Linked DNA regions of Oryctolagus cuniculus: region 1 is linked to region 2. Evidence: chromatin contacts called from public Micro-C data. All regions are on one chromosome and are shown on one strand. The core of a region is the stretch at or near the end of the contact, and the rest is flanking DNA. Distances in the headings are between cores, read along the strand shown. Region 1 holds the start of ZCCHC24 (zinc finger CCHC-type containing 24). Region 2 has its middle 10 kb from the start of PPIF.

Region 1 (3,667 bases), core at 23-2,522, 60 kb before region 2:
ATGCGCTTAGGTGCCGGGCCTCGAACAGGGAAAGGGAGAAACCCTCCGGGATCGCTGACCTTTACAAAGCGCCTTCTGCTTTCCAAACCCAACTTGGTGAGCTTGCAAACACCGCCTGGGGCCGGACAGCGATCAACCCCATCCTGCAGAGGGGGAAACGGGCGCCCCCGCAGCGGCCAGTGCCACGCAGAGGTCACTGCAAAGTGAACGCCGCCGGGCCGGACTGGAGGTGGGAAAGATGACTTGGGGCCTCCGCCAGGCAGGCAGGCAGGTCCGCTGGGCGGGCACCGAGCCGCTGGGCCCCGCCGATCGGTCCCAGCGGCCTGGTCGTTAGGGGCCCGTCGCGCCGGGCCGGAGCTCCCCCAGGCTGAGGAGGCCTAACTGGGTTGTCCCGAGGAGCTGGGTGACAGTCGCCTTCCCGGGGGCCCCAGGGCCCAAGCTGAGGTCCCGGCAGCCCGCCGAAGCGCCAGGGGAGGCCCGGGACTGGGGTCCTGGCGGACGAGAGCGGCGAGAGGCGAGGCGGGCCCGGGGCAGAAACAGGAGAAGGCGGAGGGGGTGGAGGGAAGGCGAGGGCAGGGGGCGGGGAGTCCTTCCCCGGGCAGGAACCCCGGCCCCCCCTGGCGCGGCCGGCCCGCGAAGCGATTCCGCAGATGGAAGGAATTAAGTGGGAGGGGGAGGGTCCCGCGGTGCTAGCGAGGGGAGGGAGAAGCGCAGAGAAACATCCGACCAGAAGCAGAGAGACGGAGACGGAGGCGTAGACGCGGACTGCCCGACGGACGGAGAGACCCGGGGCCTGGGAGACCCTGAGACACGGGCCGCAGCGGGCGTGGGGAACAAGGGAGGCGGACGCGAGTCCAGAGGAAAGGACAGCAGTGAGCCTTCGGGCAGGCGAGATGACACTGAAGAGGCCGGGGCGGCACCGAGCTCGCCGCGGGGTCCGGGTGCTGGGTGGGCCGGGCGGCGGCGGGGTGGGGCTAGGAAGGGGGCCGCCCACGGGCCAGCCAGCGCCGCTCTGCACATGCAGATCCGCCCCGGTCGCCTCTCGCCGCGCCCCCTTCATTCCATATTCAACGGAGCAGCCAATGGGGGCGAAAGACGGCGCAGGGTGGGGGCGGGGCCTCCTGAGCCCCCGCCCACGGGGCGGACGCCGAAAGGGTCAGCGTTGAGGCAGATAGCGGATCGCAGGGCGGGGCGGGGCGGGCGGCGCGGCGGGGCGGAGCCGAAAGTTTCCTGCCCAACTTTCGCTGCCTCCTTCCTCCGCCCGCGCGCGCCCCGGCTGCAGTCGGGGGGAGGCGGCGGCGGCGGCGGCGGCTGCGGGCAGCGCGCGGGGCGCAGGGCGCGGGGCGCGGGGCGATCGCCGTCGCGGCCCGGGCGGCTGGCAGCGGGCGCAGGCTCCCCGGTGCCCGCCCCTCCGCTGGAGGGGGGGCGCGAGCGGGCGGCCGGGGAGGGGCCGGCACCGCCGCGGCAAAATGAGCCTGCTGTCGGCCATCGACACGAGCGCCGCCTCGGTCTACCAGCCGGCCCAGCTGCTCAACTGGGTCTACCTGTCGCTGCAGGACACGCACCAGGCCAGTGCCTTCGATGCCTTCCGGCCGGAGCCGCCCGCCGGCGCCGCGCCCCCGGAGCTGGCCTTCGGCAAGGGCCGCCCGGAGCAGCTGGGTTCGCCCCTGCACTCCAGCTATCTCAACAGCTTCTTCCAGCTGCAGCGCGGAGAGGTGGGTGCCCCGCGCTCCCCCCGCCTCGCGCCCCGCCGCTCCGGGCCGCTTCCTATCTGCCCGGCTCTTCCTGGCCCGGCCCTCGCCGACTCCGCACTGCCGGGCCGGGCTTGGCTTGAATTCGTTCAGCTCTGCCAAACTCGCCGCCCCAAGTCCCCGGGGCTCCGGCAGCGCGTCACCTCCCGGCTGAGCCTGGCCCGGAGCAGCTCTGCTTGTCCTGGGGGCTGGGGGGCACGGGTGCGTGTGGCGGGCGTCTGGGGAGGGAGTCTCTCCAAACAGCCGGGTGCGGCCAGGGCGGGGAGCCCCTTCCAAGTGTCCTTCCCACGCCCAGCCCTATCCCCTCCTGGCCACCGCTGGCTGGGACCGGGAGTGCAGATTCTACGGGAAGAGCCTCTGGCAAGGGCCTAGGATCTTTTCTCCTCCGTCCTCGGCGATCCCCAGCCCCTGGAGATCCATGACTCGCCGCTCCTGCTCGTCCCACCCTGGGACCCCCAGCTTCCCGCCCTCTCCCAGCCACATAGGAAGTGGTTTCTGAGGGCTTGACCCCACAGACTGTGCTGTCCCCTGCCCTCCCAGCCTGGAAGGAAATGAAATGGAAATCCTCTTGAGCTCTTGGGAGGGGGACCAGATAGGGGGGAGAGGTTTCAGTTGCCCAGCGCCTTCTACACAAACCTATGCGCCTGTGTTGCAAAGTCTGGCTCTTTGGTGGATTCAGTTACAAAGTGGCCGGGCAGTGCCTGCTTTCCAGCTAGATAAATACACAGATTCCTGACCTCTCAGCCCCTTCCCTGTTGCCTCCTCCCGGCCCACTTGCTTCCTGCCTCATTTGGGAATTGTAGACCTCTCTGTGGTCCCGGCTGCCTCCCCTTGTGGTTCTCCCTGCCCAGGGTGCAGGGGGTGGGTGCTGCTGGAGAGGACACCCGGGGGTTGTTTCCTTCTAGACCTGGGGACTCTGAGTTCTGAATGGGTGGTGGGAGGAGCCCATGGATGCCAGGGTGCGCTGGAGATGAGAGAGGGAGGCAGAGGGTCGCTCTTTCTGGTCTCAACGGCTTCCACTCTGCCATGATTTGCTTGCTGGGTGAGACGTGGAGGTGGAAGACATCGGCTTGAGGCCCATGCGTCCAGGGCTGACCTGTTGACCTCTGTGGGCGGACGTGGGCAGAGTGCAGGGAGGCTGGCCGGGGTGCCTGGTGAAACACCTGTGTGCCAAAGCTCTTTGTGAAGGAGGAAGCCGTCTCTCCGCGTGTGGACTCATTCCTGGCCCCACACTTTTCCTTCTCCTGAGAGGCCTTGTCGCCTCTTCGGGGAGCTGGCTTCAGGTGACTGGGCATTGCCGGACCGTTCGGGGGTTCCTTGCTCGGTGTCTGGTTCGTTTCAGTTGTCTATGCTCTCACCAAACATTTGTGGAACTCTTGTGGGCGCTGGGGGAGGCACAGTCCCAGACTGGCTTGTGGGGCGGGAGAGAGGAAGACAGGCGATGTGGTAGGAAGGGTGGGTGGCTTGGGAGCGCCTGTGACCCCTGCAAGTCTGTCTGCTCCCACTCTGTGGTGGCCTTGTTGCCACCTGTGTGGCCCTTGGCAGCGCCTGGGGAGTTTGGGGCCACGACAGGTCCGCTGTGGGAGTAGGGATGCCGTGTCTTCTTGGAAGTTGCTAGCGTCTGGGATTCCAGCTGGGTCTCGGGAAGATGTGCCCCCTGTCACTCCACTGTCGCTCACCTCAGTTTCCCTGTGAAGCAGGTACAATGTGGGAAGGAAGGAGTGACCTGACTTTAGGGCATCCCTTGCCCCTCCGCGGGCCTCAGTTTACCCATGTCTCAGGGCGGGGCGTCTGGGATGTGCCTACAGCCAGGCTAGGGTGCAGAGGAGAGAGACAAAAGAAGCTTCCCTGATGCTCACAGGCCAGGAGCTTCCCTAGAGGGGCAGGACGGCCGTGTCTGCTGACTTCCGGAAAGC
Region 2 (3,663 bases), core at 62-2,561:
CCCATGTGGGAGACCCAGATGCAATTCCTGGCTCTTAGCTTCGGCATATTGTACAGATAACACAGCCTTGAGCACAAGACCCGCACGCTGCTTGGCGCCAGGGGTCCAGGGGCACGTGAATCTCTTGCTCCCATTGTCTGTGGCCCAGGCAGGAGCCCCTCGCCAGAGACCACACAGCGGGGACCAGAGGGGCCTGTGTGAGACTCAGGACCCCCGGGTCCACTTGCTCACCCTGCAGCCCCGACCCGGCCCCCACTGTGGTGTGCTGTGCTGGGCCCTTGCCCCTGAACGTGTGTGTCAGGGTGCCTGCGCCCGTGTGTTTGTTTTCTTTTGTTTTTCATGCAAAGAAAACAAACCCAAGTCCGCCACAGCCTGCGTTTCAACATCGCTGAGAGCTGTGGAAGCCGGTAATTCCCCAGGACAGGAAGGATTTCCGGTTGGACTTAATGCCCACGTTCAGAGGCAGCTGGCTGTCCAGGGCAGAGTGCACCAGAGCGGGCCTAGGGGCCCCAGGAGGATGGCCCCACTCTGGGCCCAAGCTGAGGTGCCCCTGGCGGGGCAAGAGCTCACCTCGGGTCACCGGGGACAGGTGGCTGAGCCAGGAGCTGAATCCCTGGTCCCAGGCTCCCGCACCCTCAGACCTCCCCGCTCTGTGCCAGGGGTGCCCGTCATTCCCCCAGCAGACCGAGGGCACCCAGCCCCTCCTGAGGCCAGGCTCAGTGCCCTGGCCAGGCCTGGCCCCACCATGAGTCGCCCTGACCCTGGGTGGGGGGCGTCCCAATGCCACCCTTGCAGCTGCTGCCTGGCCAGGGCGCCTGCCTGCCTCCCGCAGTGTCTGGGGGCCGGGGAGAAGGAGCCAGGAGGAGTTGAGAGGCGGGGAGGGGCAGGGTGCCAGGATGGGGTGGCCTCCCCACCCCTCCAGAGTCAGGCGTCTGGCTGCTCCCCCAGAGCTCTGGGCTGAGCCAGGAACAGCCTGTTCTGGGGCACAGGGGCCTCTCTGTCACCGCCCCCACCATGGATCCCCAGGCTGGATCCCCAGCCCTGGCCCAACACACACACACACACACATACACACTTGCACATACTCGAAAAGGCACACACACGTACAATCACACACATACACACACACGCATACACACAATTACACACATACACACACACACTCACAGACACCCCTACCCCAGCACTCACGTGTACTAACAACACACACTGCACTCATAAGCACATATACATACTCACACGGACACACCGACAGACACACATGGTTGCACTGAGTGGACCTGTGCCCTCCTCTGCGGCCCGAGTGGCACTGCTGTGGGCAAGGTCCACGGGACCTCCCAGCCAGCGCCCACGCTGGAGCCACGGCCTGGTCCTCCCAGCCAGCGCCCATGCTAGAAGATGAGGAAACTCCAGCTAGGACCCCAGGAAGGTGAGAGAGGCCACGCCCAAGTCCCAGGAAACAGGCAGAGCTCTGCCCACTGGCTCACTCCCTCCATGCCCCACACAAACAGAACAACAAAGACTTGGTCACGCTGAAGCCAGGAGCCAGCAACTCAGTCCAGGTCTCCCACATCCAGGCTTGAGCCACCACGGGCTGCCTCCCAGGGTCTGCCCTAGCAGGAAGCTGGCATTGGGAGCTGGGACTCGAACCCAGGTCCTCTGACAGGGGACACGGGCATCTTAGCCATGAGGCCAAAGGTCCACTCAGCATCATCACTTGACCTTGCACTGGCCCTGTGAGGTGGGGACTTCGACGGGTCCCCTTTTCACAGATGGGGGAGCTAGCAAAGCACAGAGCCCGTCTCTGTGTCCCCTCCCAGAGCCACCCCTGCCCCCATCCCCAGCCCCAGCCCCAGGGGTACAGCAGGTCTGGGGTTCCGCAGCTGTGCTGCCCTTCCAAACTGCCTGGCAGCTTTCCCCATGCCCCTCCACTCCACCCTGGGCCTCACCCCTGCCCAGCCTGCCCGAGAACTCTCCAGTGCAGGTCCCATGCTCACTGGAGGCCTGCGTGGAAGCCAGGCCCAACCCCCAAGGGGCCCCCTCCTTACACCTCCATTCTTGGAAAGTCCCCAGGGGCCCCACGGGGGTGGGGCAGCCCTGCTCCTGCCCCCTCTGTGTCCCAGCATGCAGGCCAGGCCAGCACCTGGGCTCTGTCTCCCTGGGCAGCCCCCAGGAGTTTCCAAGGCCACCTCCCCCATCTCTGCCAGGAGCAGGTCTTTCTGCCCAAGGCCCGGAGCTGAGCAACACTCCGATGCCCACCATCTTTGCTCCCCCCAGGCTCTGGGCAACTTGGTAACCCAGGACCATGCTCATACAGGGGTCACTCGGACCCGATGCCAAATTGCACGTGTCCCCTGAAGCTCTGGAGATGAGATCCAGGACCTGCCATGAACTACTGCGCCCACCTGAGCCGGTAGGGGAGGTCCTGTGACTCCTTTCTCTGCCTCCTTCCCGGCCCCTCCAGCCCAGCGCCTCTGGAAGTCTGCACTGTGACCAGCTGGCAGGAACCCCGGGAACCCGCGCCTGGCTCCCGGGATGGGGCTGGGGTTTGCAGGCGCCCCTGCTAGCCCAGAGGCCACACTCCTCCCCACCCAGGCACTTCACCCTGTCAACCTAGCTCTCAGGGCTTCTGCCTTCCTTTCCTTGGTGAGGGAGCCTTGCCTAGCGTGTAACTGGGAACAGGACCCCAGCCTGGCACCGCCTTGGAGACTGCTCCCTCCCACTGCGGCTCAGAATTCCCCAGTGAGCGCCTCTGGCACCCAGCGGCTGATACCTGCTGCCCCCTGGTGGCTACAGCGGAGACTGCGACTTACTGCTGGTGGGCGCACCTGTGCTGCCTGGGAGACTACGGGGATTTTATTTCCCCACCTCCCGCCCAATCTCAAGGAAGCTTCAACCTGCCCAGTACAGGGCTCCCGGGGCCTCCTGCATCTGCATCTGTGCTTGAGTGAAACTGTCAAATATCAGTTTTCTCCTTGATTAGAAAAATAATGCATGGGGCCCAGCGCTGTGGCGCAGTAGGTTAATCCTATGCCTGCGGCGCCGGCATCCCATATGACCACCATTCAAACCCCGGCTGCTCCTCTTCCAATCAAGCTCTCTGCTATGACCTGGGAAAGCAGTGGAAGATGGCCCAAGCGTTTGAGCCCCTGCACCTGTGTGGGAGACCTGGAAGAACCTCCAGGATCCTGGCTTCAGATTGGCTCAGCTCCGGCCATTGTGGGCATTTGGGGAGTGAACCAGTGGATGGAAGACCTTTCTCTCTGTCTCTCCATCTCACTATCTGTAACTCTGCCTCTCAAATAAATAAATAAATGAAATATTAAAAAAAGCATGCATGTCCAATATAAAGTGGAAACAACACAGAAAATAGGAGATAATCATTCTCAGGACCCCACTCCCCCACTTCCTCCATGTCAACGCTGTCTGGAGTGTTGCCATATCCTGCCACTGTCTTCTTTCTTGTAGAAATGCTGTGACGTAGCAGGTAAAGCCCATATGGGCGCTGTTTCAAGTCCCAGCTGCTCCACTTCTGATCCAGCTCTCTGCTGTGGCCTGGAAAAGCAGTAGAGGATGGCCCAAGTCCTTGGGCCCCTGCATCTGTGTCTGTGTGAGACCCGGAAGAAGCTCCTGGCTCCTGGCTTCAGATCAGTTCAGCTCTGG

The links. Hi-C and Micro-C count contacts between places; a contact is called where the count stands out from the background.
Region 1: a Micro-C map of ear pinna shows a contact between it and region 2, with 2.3 times the contacts expected there. The contact joins the promoter of ZCCHC24 here to the enhancer-like site in region 2. A contact is called at or near these places in 3 of 6 Hi-C or Micro-C datasets (ear pinna, psoas muscle and an unstated tissue).

What each region holds. Positions count from the first base shown.
Region 1 is chr15:70,148,852-70,152,518 of mOryCun1.1, reverse strand. It overlaps ZCCHC24 (zinc finger CCHC-type containing 24), which reads left to right and starts at 1,272. Exons shown (of 4, transcript XM_002722890.5): 1 at 1,272-1,715. The coding sequence starts at 1,470.
Region 2 is chr15:70,089,254-70,092,916 of mOryCun1.1, reverse strand. No RefSeq gene overlaps it. Among named protein-coding and RNA genes, the nearest start is that of PPIF, 10 kb to the right of the region's middle. Within about 2 kb of position 1,311, at least 3 of the 8 cell types and tissues checked have an H3K27ac peak or open chromatin away from gene starts, as enhancers often do. A contact at or near this core is called in ear pinna, where this site is marked.